Linked DNA regions of Drosophila melanogaster: region 1 is linked to region 2. Evidence: chromatin contacts called from public Hi-C data. All regions are on one chromosome and are shown on one strand. Each heading gives the region's core, a stretch centred on a gene start, on an enhancer-like site or on the middle of the called end of the contact. The rest is flanking DNA. Distances are from core to core; before and after follow the strand shown. Region 1 holds the start of RpL24 (Ribosomal protein L24). Region 2 holds the start of CG43925.

What was found. A called contact is a pair of places that touch in the nucleus more often than the background predicts.
Region 1: a contact with region 2 is called in a Hi-C map of the Kc167 cell line, with 6 times the contacts expected there. The contact joins the promoter of RpL24 here to the promoter of CG43925 in region 2. A contact is called at or near these places in 27 of 107 Hi-C or Micro-C datasets (the D17-c3 cell line, the Kc167 cell line, the ML-DmBG3-c2 cell line and 11 more) and 2 of 6 datasets of contacts at active chromatin or transcription factors (both in the Kc167 cell line).

The regions. Positions count from the first base shown.
Region 1 is chr2L:13,390,260-13,396,900 of dm6, reverse strand. It overlaps RpL24 (Ribosomal protein L24), which reads left to right and starts at 1,809. Exons shown (of 3, transcript NM_001298966.1): 1 at 1,809-1,845; 2 at 1,961-2,036; 3 at 2,102-3,214. The coding sequence starts at 1,841. The coding sequence ends at 2,488. It overlaps CG7099, which reads right to left. Exons shown (of 7, transcript NM_135804.3): 5 at 5,628-6,629; 6 at 4,202-5,568; 7 at 2,942-4,136. The coding sequence ends at 3,179. It overlaps CG16957, which reads left to right and starts at 717. Exons shown (of 1, transcript NM_135806.2): 1 at 717-1,541. The coding sequence starts at 800. The coding sequence ends at 1,378. It overlaps CG10859, which reads left to right. Exons shown (of 2, transcript NM_135807.3): 1 at 1-27; 2 at 92-509. The coding sequence ends at 427.
Region 2 is chr2L:13,172,236-13,178,344 of dm6, reverse strand. CG43925 reads right to left here and starts at 1,922. Exons shown (of 3, transcript NM_001273504.1): 1 at 1,876-1,922; 2 at 1,677-1,811; 3 at 1,457-1,588. The coding sequence starts at 1,808. The coding sequence ends at 1,457. It overlaps Sfmbt (Scm-related gene containing four mbt domains), which reads left to right and starts at 1,560. Exons shown (of 7, transcript NM_165026.2): 1 at 1,560-1,731; 2 at 2,393-2,678; 3 at 4,404-5,702; 4 at 5,780-6,029; 5 at 6,095-6,109. The coding sequence starts at 4,475. CG5439 reads right to left here and starts at 1,195. Exons shown (of 1, transcript NM_135763.3): 1 at 1-1,195. The coding sequence starts at 1,094. It also overlaps asRNA:CR46256.

The DNA.
Region 1 (6,641 bases), core at 560-3,059, 220 kb before region 2:
AACAAGGAGAAGTCTCTCATGATGTCGGTGAGTGATGATTATCATCTCTTCCAGATCCCAATGTTTTCTAATGTATTTCCTGAAAGTTCAGATGTTTGAACGGGAGATACAGCGCTGCAAACTTCTGGAGGCTCGCGAGGAAGAGATCAAGTTGAAGAAGCGCCTGACCACCATCTTCTTGGAGGAGGAACGCAAGTCCAGGGAAAAGCTGGAGGCCAAGAAGAAGAAGGGTCAGGCCAAGAAGGAGATGGAGCCGAAGGTTGAGGACGAGGCGACCATATTCCTCAGGATGATCGAGAGCGATTCGGAATTCAGCAAGGCTCTTCTGGAGTTCAACGAAGCAATGGAAAATGTCGCCATACAGCGTTCCAAGCGCACATTCGCCATGGAGCGCACTGTATTCGAAATGCATCAGCCCATTCCTTGATTTCCTTGTTATAACTTGACCAGCATTTTCTTACAATATTGTATAACCCATTTATGCATTTCAATAAAGCAATTTAAATAATAAGTTTCAATAGCTATACTACAATTAAAGAGTGTAATATAATCGATGTGGATGTTCCACAAGTTTCAAGGTATCGCAAAAGGGGTAATGCGATTAGCTGAGTAAAAGGTATCCGGTATCGGTATCGAATCCCCTGATTTATTGGTGTTTACTTAAATTTTCAGAAAAAGAAGGCCTAACTGAATACTTCAATCAATTAACAAAGGGCAGTCAGTACAAGGCAGTCGTTAGGGGAGTTTGCATACAATTTTTCACTTCATTCATTCACACTCTGGAATTGAAAGCACCAGGATGGCTGAGAGCTCCAAGGGCATGGAACACACCACCAGCTGGTACTGCAAACTTTACAATTCCCTTAAGGAAACACCCATCGATGTCACCCTTTTGATCATGTCGATCGTCGTGTTCCTCAAGTTGGGATTTTTTGCGCGTCGTCTGAGCCGCGAGGAACCAGACTTCAGTGATGATAATAATCAGGAAGTGGATCTTCCGCCACTGCGGAAGGACTTTACGGTTCGGGAACTTCGGGAATATGACGGCACACGGGCGGACGGTCGCATCCTAGTGGCCATCCTTTTCAACATCTACGATGTCTCGCGATCCGTTCACTATTACGGACGAAATGGCGTTAATCCAAACTATGCCGGTCGGGATATTTCGAGGATTTTGATCAATTCACCAGAGGACTTGAAGGACAGCGAGGATTTTGATGATTTGAGCGACCTCTCACGCAACCAAATGAACACATTACGAGAGTGGGAACAGCGGTACAAGATGAAGTACCCATTTGTTGGAAAGCTCAAGGAGAAACTACAAATCAATGAAGAGGAGGATTTTGAGCTGCAGCAAGCGGATCCGCTGGTGGACTAAATATGACTTTCGTTTCAAATTAGGCGCGAAATCGATCCAATAAGAGTAGCTTCCATTGTAAATGACTTAAAATTTTAATTTGTCTGTTCCAAAATTGCGAAAAACGTAAATAGATTAAAAAAAAAGAGAAAAGTACAGAAAAGTTGCATACAATTTTAAAATTCAATTTCTCTTAGTTCTTAATTGAAAGTTTTGGGGTTTTTCCATTGCAATAATTTGTATATTGTTTTGTATTATGTGTGTATTATAGCACACACAACAAATAAAAATACAAAAAGAATAACCTTAATATTTTAATTTTTCAATTCTGTGCGCCTAACAGCGCGCAGTTAACAGCACGCCTTCGGCACGTGGTGGTATTTTTTAGGTTTTTTCGTCTGCCCGTGGCAGCCACACTAATTTGGCTCAGCTTTTCGTTTCCACTTCCGTTTTCTTTTCTTTTCGTGTTTCTACGCCAGCAAGATGAAGTACGTTAATGAAAAGCGTTGAAATGCTCGGTTAATTGTGGTATTCGGCATTGTCTAACCCCATTTCGGCAATAGTAAACAGTGCCCCTGCTAATGAGAGTGTTTGTATTTACAGAATTGGCTTGTGCGCATTCAGCGGGTACAAAATCTACCCCGGTCATGGCAAGACCATGGTCAAGATCGATGGCAAGGTGAGTTTCCGGCGAAGATGCTCTAGCGATGGAGGATGGCTAATGAACTTTGATTACGCTTTCAGTCGTTCACCTTCCTGGACAAGAAGTGCGAGCGCTCCTACCTGATGAAGCGCAATCCCCGCAAGGTTACGTGGACCGTGCTGTACCGCCGGAAGCACCGCAAGGGAATCGAGGAGGAGGCCTCCAAGAAGCGCACCCGCCGCACCCAGAAGTTCCAGCGCGCCATCGTCGGTGCCTCGCTGGCCGAGATTCTGGCCAAGCGTAACATGAAGCCCGAGGTGCGCAAGGCGCAGCGCGACCAGGCCATCAAGGTGGCCAAGGAGCAGAAGCGTGCCGTCAAGGCCGCCAAGAAGGCTGCTGCCCCCGCTCCCGCTAAGAAGTCGGCGCCCAAGCAGAAGGCCGCCAAGGTCACGCAGAAGGCTGCTCCCCGCGTCGGAGGCAAGCGGTAAACACCTTTCGCCGGTAGTGATGTGCTAAAGTTAGTCCAGGATTTAAGGAACCACTCGTGAATTGAAAATTAAACAAACGCCGCGAATGCGAATTCGTGGTGACCAAAAAAAAAACTGTCGCGTGTTCTTTCTATCAAGCTTGGCTTACAGTGTGGAAGCTACACAAGAAAGGAATATCATATTGTGTACGTCATGAATCATCAACTTAACTTTAACCATCAGTTTTGACCAGATGACAGAGTTTTAAATTGTCATGTTTATTAAAAGGCAAATATATACCTTCGAACCATAGCTGCGGTTTAAGCCTAGACTTTTATTATTATCCGGAAAATATAACCAATTGAATATCCGAAGTTAGACTGAGAGTATAAAAATCGCATAAAAATGTTTGCAGTTGCCAAAATCCTATTGAAAATCCTAAAATAGCAGATTAAACCACAACAACTTCACTATCAGTTAGTTAACTTACGTTTATTTATGAACGTATAAAAAACTATGTAAAATGAATAGGTTGGACAGGATAAAAAAATAATTGATAAACGAACTGAAGACTTCAGTTTATAGAAAAAAAGAAACTAACAATCGTAATCAGAGACAAAACGAAATCAATGGAATTTGATCTTACAATCTAAGAAAAGTCATTGAATTAGTGCAACCTAAACTACTAACAGGGAAAACCTCTGCCGAATCCTAAATAAACTCAGTGCTGTACTTTTTTAGGCCAATAAAGTTGGTGAGCCTGCCTATTGCATTGCCATGCACTTGAACATAGGTCTGCATGGGATCGTAGAGCTCCGTGACTGGCTGCTCATCGCCGTCTTCATGCTCATCATCCAGCAGTGATTCCACATGCACTTTGTGAGGTCGCATCTCCATGAGTTGTATACAACCCAAATCGTGCAGAAGCTCCAGCAGGAACATGACGTCCACCGGCACCAAGTGCAGGAACCTCAGAAACAAACTGTGCACGGTGCAGCCGACGCGAGCGATGCACTCGCTGAGAACGGCGCCCAGCCAGCGATCGAGGACGCGTCGATTGAGGGATGCATTCACCCGGATCCAAGGCTGTGGTCGCATGGCAATCGCATCCCGTGTAGCTTCCAGCGTTGCATTGGCCACTTCAAGGGATGGTTCTTTTCGTGTAATCCTCTTTGGCCGCTTGGAAGCAGATCCGCCCGGCTCGTCGCTCTCACTCTCTGTGCTCAGTTGCTCCATGAGTTTCACCCGCTTTTCTGGAACGGAGCTAGACGTCTCCTGAGCCTCCAGCTTGCGCTTGTGACCAACGACGGCTTGGAGTGTTCCAGGTGCCGCCGCCACCATGGGCTGCACTTTTTCCCGCTCCAATCTCTTGATGTGGAACGTGTGCACCACCCAATTTCGGATGTGGTTTTTATGAACGTACATGACACTAACAATGCCCACTCGCTTGATAAGATTGTGGTCAGCCAATAGATGCAATGTTTCCAACAGGAAGTCTCCCAGGGGAAATATCTTCCGCAACTCCAGGCCCTTCACCCCGAGTGTATGCTTCTCAATGTGGTAGAGTATGTCCTCCATGTGGCGGATGGCACGATCGTCATATCCACTCTCCTGCAGTTTCGGCCGAAGGCTTTCAAAGCTGTTCTCCGTGTATTGCCAATAGGTAGTTCTGTGAGTAAACCAAACGAAGTGGTTAGTGATAATAAGCCGGAAAAGTTTCTAGTTAAGACTTACTTAAGGACCTTATCGAGCACTGAAGTACGCAGGCTGTCTATTGTTTGTTTGCCCTCTGGCTGCTCCACAACCTTAATTCCAATGGTGGGCAAATGAACAACAAACACATCCTGCGCTCGGGCACGCTCCTCCTTGTTGAGAGCGGGTTCGTACTCCTGAACGCGTTCCGTCTCCCATGCATGTGGCTCGTCATCAAGCAGCTCGGCACAAATGGAACGCCAGTCGGTGAGCTTGTGCTGGGTTCGCTCCGCTAGCGTCTTACCCAAGTCCTTCAGCTCCATCGCTTGTTGCTTTTCTCGCCAGAACGCCTCCAGTTGTTGGGCAAACGGCAGGAGATTCGCGTTGGTCACTGTTAGTGGTGTGCCCGCTGGATGCGATTCCAGCACGAACTGCTGCGATGGCAAAGCATCGGCCACCAGTTGCCGGAGAATGGGTCGTTGCTCGTGGGCAATCCGCTCGACGGCGTTCAAATAGTTGCCACTCCGCATAATGCAATTGGTGAATGGACAATCAAATTGCTCCAAACGCGACTGACTTATAGTGATGGCCTCGCCCAAGGCATCTAACGCACAGAAGAAATGCATAGCACGCAACTGCAGCTTGGAGAGCTGGTTGTAAGCACTGGTAGGCAGGCGAAAGCTCAGGTTGGCCGGATGGAAGAGCACACGCGACGCCTGGCGTCCACTGCACTCGCCCTCCAACCGCTTAGAGTACTCTGTTTGCGGCGCATTGTCAAATATGCAGCTGTAATGATCCAAAATTCGATCCGAGTTGCAACCACTCTGCCTGCCCACGGTTGTTGTGTCCACGGTCAGGATATTCGTGGGCAACTGGAGTGAAAGACTCAGCCTGTTTTCCGACAACCACTCGCCCATCACCAGTAGTTGGCCAAAATGCGGTGAGGATAGCTGCTGCTCCTGGTCTGCCCGCAACTTCTGGTCCAAAGCAAAGAAGCAGTCGTAGAGGAAGTGCGTCAGCTTGGTGTAGATCAAACGGTACTTGTACTTTGAGCTTAGCAAGTGGCCCGGTCCGGAGATTTGTCGGCTGGCCGCCGATTGAATGTTTCGCCTCTTCACCGCTACTAGCAATGAATCTGCGCGCGCTTTGTTGAATGCTGAGTTAAGCACTTCCTCGGAGAAGTGCTTGTAGATCTCGAAAGTCTGCAGGTTCAGCAGCGTCTTGTCCTTGGCACAGCATATGTTGCTATGCAGCACGCCATGAGCTACAGCCACTTGAAGATCCGTCTCCGAAGCGGGGTCCTGGAAGAGCAGTTGCTGCTCCTCGTGCGCCGATCGACACTCCCGTAGTTGGCTACCAAAGGCCTCCAGGGTGTCGGGCAGCAAAAACTGGCGACTAACTGAACCTTGCTGGATATAAAGAAAGATATAAGTGTATGTACAACAGTTGCTACTTCTATTTAACTTACAGATTTTGCTATCATACGCTGCAGTTTGGCCATCATGAGGGCAAAGTGAGTCATCAGCGCGTTTTGAAAATCGGTCTTGTTGGGATAGTCCCGCTTCAGCTGGCTAAGAAATCGTTCGTTGTATACCGTGTTGAACTGTGGCTGCGTTTGCATAGCGTAGATCCAGCTGGGAACGTCCGGTATGTCGCGCTTCATCTTCACCATAAACTGAACACGGCGAACGCAGGCCTGAGTTGTCTTGTTGCAGATTCCCAGCCAGCGGCGAATCAAATCGCGACAGACGACGGCCAAGTCGCACAAGGCCAAGGTCATTGTGGGTGCATCAATAAACATGTAGACTGCCCGGCCCATCTTAAGCAAACGATCCTCCTCTGGCGCCCATTTGACGCGCAATGTTCGCATATTCCGCAGGGCATCCCGATCAATATCGTCTCGAGGGCCGGATGACTTCTTTAAAGTTTTGCCGGTAGATAGCTCGCGTGCTTTACGCACCGCTAGTCGGGGTCCAATCTTCAGGCGCGTAATTACTGCCCGCTTCCGGACTGTCCTCTTGGCCTTTTCCCTTGCTGCATTCGACTTACCACCATTCTGACGCTGCACCCACGACCAGTGGCGGAACTGGTGGGCAAACAAATGGGAGCTCAGTCCAGCGGCACCCAGGTGATCACCAGGAACTGTCCCATTGTCAAGCTCAACGGCCTGATCGAACTCCACCGTTGGCTGGAAGACTAGGACCTTCAAACGCGCCGGCAGAATTCTCTGCGTGCTCAACGATTTGCGGTATCCCAGTTTCGTGTAAATGCAGATGTGCTGCAACTTGGCCCAATAGTTACCCAGTTGCTCCACGCTGGAGAACTCAAAGTTAAGCTTCGTATACGAGCGATCGGCGCTCACTTGCATGTAGTTGTGCTCAGTGCTGGAAGTTGTGTCCAGCAAGCTGGTTCGCTGATTCAGGAATACCCAGCGGTGCAGGGAGTCACGACCTAACTTTTGCTCGCTCACCTAAATACGAAT
Region 2 (6,109 bases), core at 673-3,172:
GCGCATCTTTCGTTTAGCTGGTTGACATGCTCTTCCAGCGCAGCTTGCTGTTGGCTGTTAGCCAAGCAATTGGCAGAGGAGGAGGACTTGCTCCACTGCGAGGAGGTGTCGCTTCGGTCTTCATAGAGCTCTGACTCTCCAACATGCGCGCCAATGTCTGGCAAGGGCGTCTTGAGAAACTCCAGCTCGGGTTCAATGGGGTCGAAGGGACCCAAGTTGACTTCTTCCTGTGGCTGGGCTAACTCCTGTTCGATGGATTCCTTGGAGAGTATTTGCTGAACCTCCACCGACTCGATGGGCTTTAGAGCACCAAGTAAATCCTCTGTGGAGCTAACGCACTCAATGGGTCGTTCCACCGCAATACCAGGTCTTTTTTGGCGTCCCACCACCGGCACTGGACTGGTGGTGAATATAATTGGTTCCTCTTTGACGGCAACACTTGGCGTCGATCTCCTGGGTGCATTAAGCTCAGTGGTGTCCACATTGAGGGCGAACAGTACATCACTGAGGGAGTCTACGATCTCTGGCAGCTTCTTGGCCGCCTCATCGTTGAGTAGCAGGGACCAAGGTGTGTAAAATCGATGCAGCTGCTCCTCGTCGCTCAGCCAGGTGAGCACATGGCTATGCAGTCGCTTCTCGTTCAGTGTGGCGCGTATGAAGGCACGTCCTCTGCCCACATTCGTCCAGATCTGCTTAAGGTCCATATACCTCTGACGTTCGTGGGGCGTCAAATGCGTCTGGCAGAATTCCCAGAAAGTGGCGTCATTGTTGTTGCTGCCTCCGCCCGCATTTCCGGACACCATCTCCTGCATGTTCTGGATGAAGCTGGCGGCGCTGAAGGAGGAAGTGCCTGCCGATTGCCTAAGTCCGTAGGACATTAGTTCCTCGAGGGATTCGCACAGTTCCTGAACAGATTCATCCCGCTCAGTGGCAAGTTCTTTGCCACTGAACTTCTGTGAGATTTTATGCGCACTTTCCTGTAGACGTCGAAAGATGTCCTCGCGCCGTTGGCCAAAGGTGCTGCCCGCCAGTTGGCTGCGCATGCTCCGGAAGCCTGCCTCTGTGGGCATCGAGCTGGATGCATTTTCTGGCATTATTTGTGGCTATTATTCAACTAATTATATTTTCTACTCATTTTTCTCACTCCGTTGTGTGCCAACACTGGTTGCTTGACAACAAAACAAGCCAAACAGTGTTGATAAGCGTTGGAATGGGCGCATTCAGATCACCGATTAATGATTTTAAGTGACTGTGACTCAGCATTAGGTGATTTATTAAAATAAAAAAATTGTTTGTAAATAATTTATGGTACCTAAAAAACTTATAAAACTATAGGTTGCGTTATCAAAACAAACCAATTATAACTGAAAGCGCTTAATTTCTCCAATTCATATTGGTAAGGTACAACGATTTCGATTAAAATTGTGTTTTTACTGAGATAAGCAGTATTGTACACTTATCGATAACAATCACTCTGCATTATTTCTCGCTGAACGCGACCACTTGTGCATCCCTGGTGATTTAGCGGGCAAAATAATGCCAAAACGCTGTTGTGCGACTGTGTAGCCCTGGCGTATAATTGCCATCCCTGCTCGCGCAAATGCGAAAGAAGTTAGCACACAAAAATCTGTTAAAAACTATTGTTAAACGATTGAAGATCCAATAATATGTCATACCGCAAGTGCTAGCAACTGGGGAAACCCAATCCGAACGCGTCCAACGTGCAAAAGTGTAAGTTTGCATCCAGGGGCAGCAACGTCGTAAATTTTCTTTTCTGTTCGCGTTGGCTGTCTGCGCAAACGCTTCATTGACTTTTCGAGATTGAACCCATGAAATGTAACCAAAAATTCTGATAAATCGGATATATGCTCGAACCTTATTCAGTTGTGTGAAACTCCACGCGGCGGCTGAAATTCCGACCGTTACGACAGGCTTCAATCGCATTTCCGTACGCTTCCCTCACCGCGCAGCATCTGCGTGCAGAAAAGGCAAAAGTAGAATGAAAAAAAAAGGAAAACGGGAACAGAAGGAGGCAAACAAAACGAACAACGAGGAACACTGGGATTCGGTCAGGATTTACAGCCCATATGGCCGGAACATTCGCCGGTTCCAGGAGCTATTCGTAACCAAACAAACTGGGAGCATTCTATGTTGCATTGTCCATAAAATTGCAGCAAGATTAGCAATCAGCGTCAAATAGATACGGAGATTTCTAAATATGAACATAATATTCTTTTAAAAATTCGAATTAGCAGGCAGCTTAAAAAGTACTAAGTAAATAACTACGTAGTTTTTAGATAGGAATAAATAGGGATTTACTTTTTAAATTCGCCCCATCTTGACCAATTTTTATTATTTCAAAACACTAAACTATTTCAATGTTTGTTTTCAGTCAATGCGAGTTCGAAAAACAAAGGAACGCGACACGCAGCAGTAGAAAGCAATACTTTTTGAAGAGAACCCAGAAAGCTGTCCCATAAATGCTTTTGCCATACTGACCAATCCGGAATCGATAGCACCATTGGCTTAAAATGAACCCATCCGAGCTGCGCATGATGTGGATGAGTAGTCAGTACAACTCGGAGCGCATTACACTGGAGGATGCGGCCACTCTGCTGGGTCATCCCACTGTTGGACTCTCTGTCATGGAGGACCTCTCCGCCCATCAGCCAACTTTGGTGAGTGCAGACGGTTTGATTCAGAAGCCAATCTCTCAATTCGAAGACTAATAAATATAAAATGCTTTCAAATGAGCATCGCGAAAACGAGATACGTGTCTATCACTAAGGCACCCCATTATATTTGATAGTCCTCGGAGTCGAAAACAAACCCAAATTCTTTAGGTTTCAACGTGTACTCCTTGGGGATTGGCCAAATTTCCAAACTATCTTTTTTGTCTGTCTCAGTTATAAACAATTGGAATTTGTTTACTTATTTCTTCTACTTTCTTTTCTTTGATTTATATATTGGTTACAATTTAAATCTCGACACAAAAACACACATAACCAATGGTCGATCCTCAACCCGAACCACCTCCAATCTCCAAAACCCACAATGCTCAAAAAAAGGACATGAATCCGATGATGAGCCTAATGGGGGGAGATTTCACTGGTCAAGCGGCGGCGACTGCTGCGGCACTGGGTGTACAGCCGGGCACCCTGATTGCCACCAACTCGAACAACCTGTACGGATTTGCCCACATGGGCGGCCTGCAGCAGCAACTGCTCCAGCAGTCGGCGGCGGCGGCAGTCTTCCAGAACTATGCGGAGGCAATGGATAACGATGTGGAGAACGGCATGGTTGGCATGGCCATGGAGGCGGTCGTGGACGATGACGACCAAGTGTACGGTCAGAGGGACAATAACTTTGATGATAATGGATCCGAGTTGGAGCCCAAGCAAGAGATTATCAACATCGACGACTTTGTGATGATGAACGAGGACAATAATTCGTACGATGGCACCGACTTTATGACCTCCTCCGATAAGGACATTTCGCAGTCCTCCTCCTCCTGCATGGCACAGATGCCCGGAAGCTTGGGCGTCCCTGGAGTCGAGCACGATCTTTTGGTTCCACTGCCCGATGGCCTGCTGCACCACAAGCTGCTGGGCACAACTCTGGTCCCTGCGATGGGTACGCTAAATGGCAATGCCTTTGGCAACATAATGGTCAGCACTGAAAACACATCCAGCAAGCAAATGCAGCGCACCTATAGTACGGCCAAGGGAGCCAATTCCACCGCAACCACCGCCACCTGCAGTGCCTCCACGTCCTCCGCATTGCGATCACAGCGCAAGACGCGCAAGATCGAGCCCGTTAACAGGCCAGGACTGGTGCTGAAGACACCCATCGCCTACAGGGGCAACATTGACCCTTCGGTGATCCCCATACAGAAAGATGGCATGGGTAAGGTTGCTGTGCACTAGAGTGGGTCGATTCTTAATTAGAACATTGCGGGCAGAAAAGTAAACGATAAGTAACGATAAGTGGTAGAGATCTTAGTTGAGATCATATATTATTAAACATCATCAGTTTGATGTACATTGAACTTATCTAAAATTCCAAAAGCCTTTGCCTTGTATTTACAATCTTTCAAGGCTTGCTCTGTCTACTAGCTTATGTATTTGATAAAGTAAATAGTTATTTCTTTCTAAGTAATTAGTAATGATTCGTTTATTTAAACAATGAAAACCACCTGTAAATCTGCAATCGATCCACTCTACACGATATTAATTTTCAAGCTTTTTATTTTAAATCCTACTCTTAGTTTCACTTATCTTTATGGTTTTGGGTTTGTTTTGCAAGAATTTGGGTTTGTATACCATGATAGCATTTAAATTAAATACGAAATTAACGTTTACATTAATATGCACTTAAACGATTCGTTTTTTCTTCTTCTACAGCTGTCTGTAAACGTTGTGGCGCCATTGGAGTGAAGCACACATTCTACACAAAATCGCGACGTTTTTGCAGCATGGCCTGTGCCCGAGGCGAACTATATTCGTTGGTACTTAACACTAAGATGGAGGGAGACCAGGCAACCACTAGTTCCCCGGATCCTGGAGCGGGTTCGGAGTCAGCCGATTTGCCTGGCGATCAGCAACAGTCGCAGTCGGATATTGAGCTCGATCTGCATGCGGCGCACATTAAGAATGCGAATTATCGTTTTCGCATTACGGATCAATCAAAGATTACCCAGTTGAATAGCTTCGGCGAACCCATGTCAATGGGCGGCGACGCAGCTGCCAATAATGTACAAATGGCAGCAGATGAAACAATTGCTGCGTTAAACGGCGGAGCAGTGGGCGATGCCACTGCTCCGGGCAGCACCGAGGAGGGTGCATCCACACCCAATTCTTATCTGAGCGCAGCACCCACGCCCAAGGCCTTGCGACTTTTTAAGGACATCTACCCACAGGATGACCTGCCGCAAATACCCAAATACGAGCGCCTTCCCGTACCGTGTCCGCAAATGGAGAAGATAATCAGCATTCGGCGGCGCATGTATGATCCCACACACTCCTACGACTGGTTGCCCCGCCTTAGCAAGGAGAACTTCAATGCGGCACCCGTCACTTGTTTTCCTCATGCACCCGGTTGCGAGGTATGGGACAATTTGGGCGTGGGCATGAAGGTTGAAGTGGAAAATACGGATTGCGATAGCATCGAAGTGATCCAACCGGGTCAGACTCCTACCTCGTTTTGGGTGGCCACCATCCTGGAAATCAAAGGCTATAAGGCCTTAATGAGCTACGAGGGTTTCGATACGGACTCGCACGACTTCTGGGTGAACCTCTGCAATGCCGAGGTGCATTCGGTGGGTTGGTGCGCCACTCGGGGCAAGCCATTAATTCCGCCCCGCACCATCGAGCACAAGTACAAGGACTGGAAGGACTTTCTGGTGGGACGTTTATCCGGAGCCCGCACCCTTCCCTCCAACTTTTACAACAAAATCAACGACAGCCTCCAGTCGCGCTTCCGCCTTGGCCTGAATCTCGAGTGCGTGGACAAGGATCGCATTTCGCAGGTGCGCCTGGCCACCGTCACCAAAATCGTGGGAAAGCGCCTCTTCCTGCGCTACTTCGATTCCGACGACGGCTTTTGGTGTCACGAGGACTCGCCCATCATCCATCCAGTTGGCTGGGCAACCACAGTAGGCCATAATCTGGCTGCACCGCAGGACTATCTGGAGCGCATGTTAGGTAATAATATTTACTTTTTCTGCATACATGTTTTTACATTACCATTTTAACATTTTACATACCATTCCTACTTCCAGCTGGTCGCGAAGCCATGATTGAGGTTCATGAGGACGATGCCACAATCGAGTTGTTTAAGATGAACTTCACCTTCGACGAATACTACAGTGACGGCAAAACCAATAGCTTTGTGGAGGGCATGAAGCTGGAAGCGGTGGATCCACTCAACCTTTCATCCATATGCCCGGCTACAGTAATGGCGGTTCTTAAGTTCGGATACATGATGATACGCATTGATTCCTACCAACCGGATGCCTCAGGGTCGGATTGGTGAGCTTTAAAAGCTTCAATTTAAGTCGGCAAATCTAAATAGCTTCTGTTGTATTTTTTTTTAGGTTCTGTTACCATGA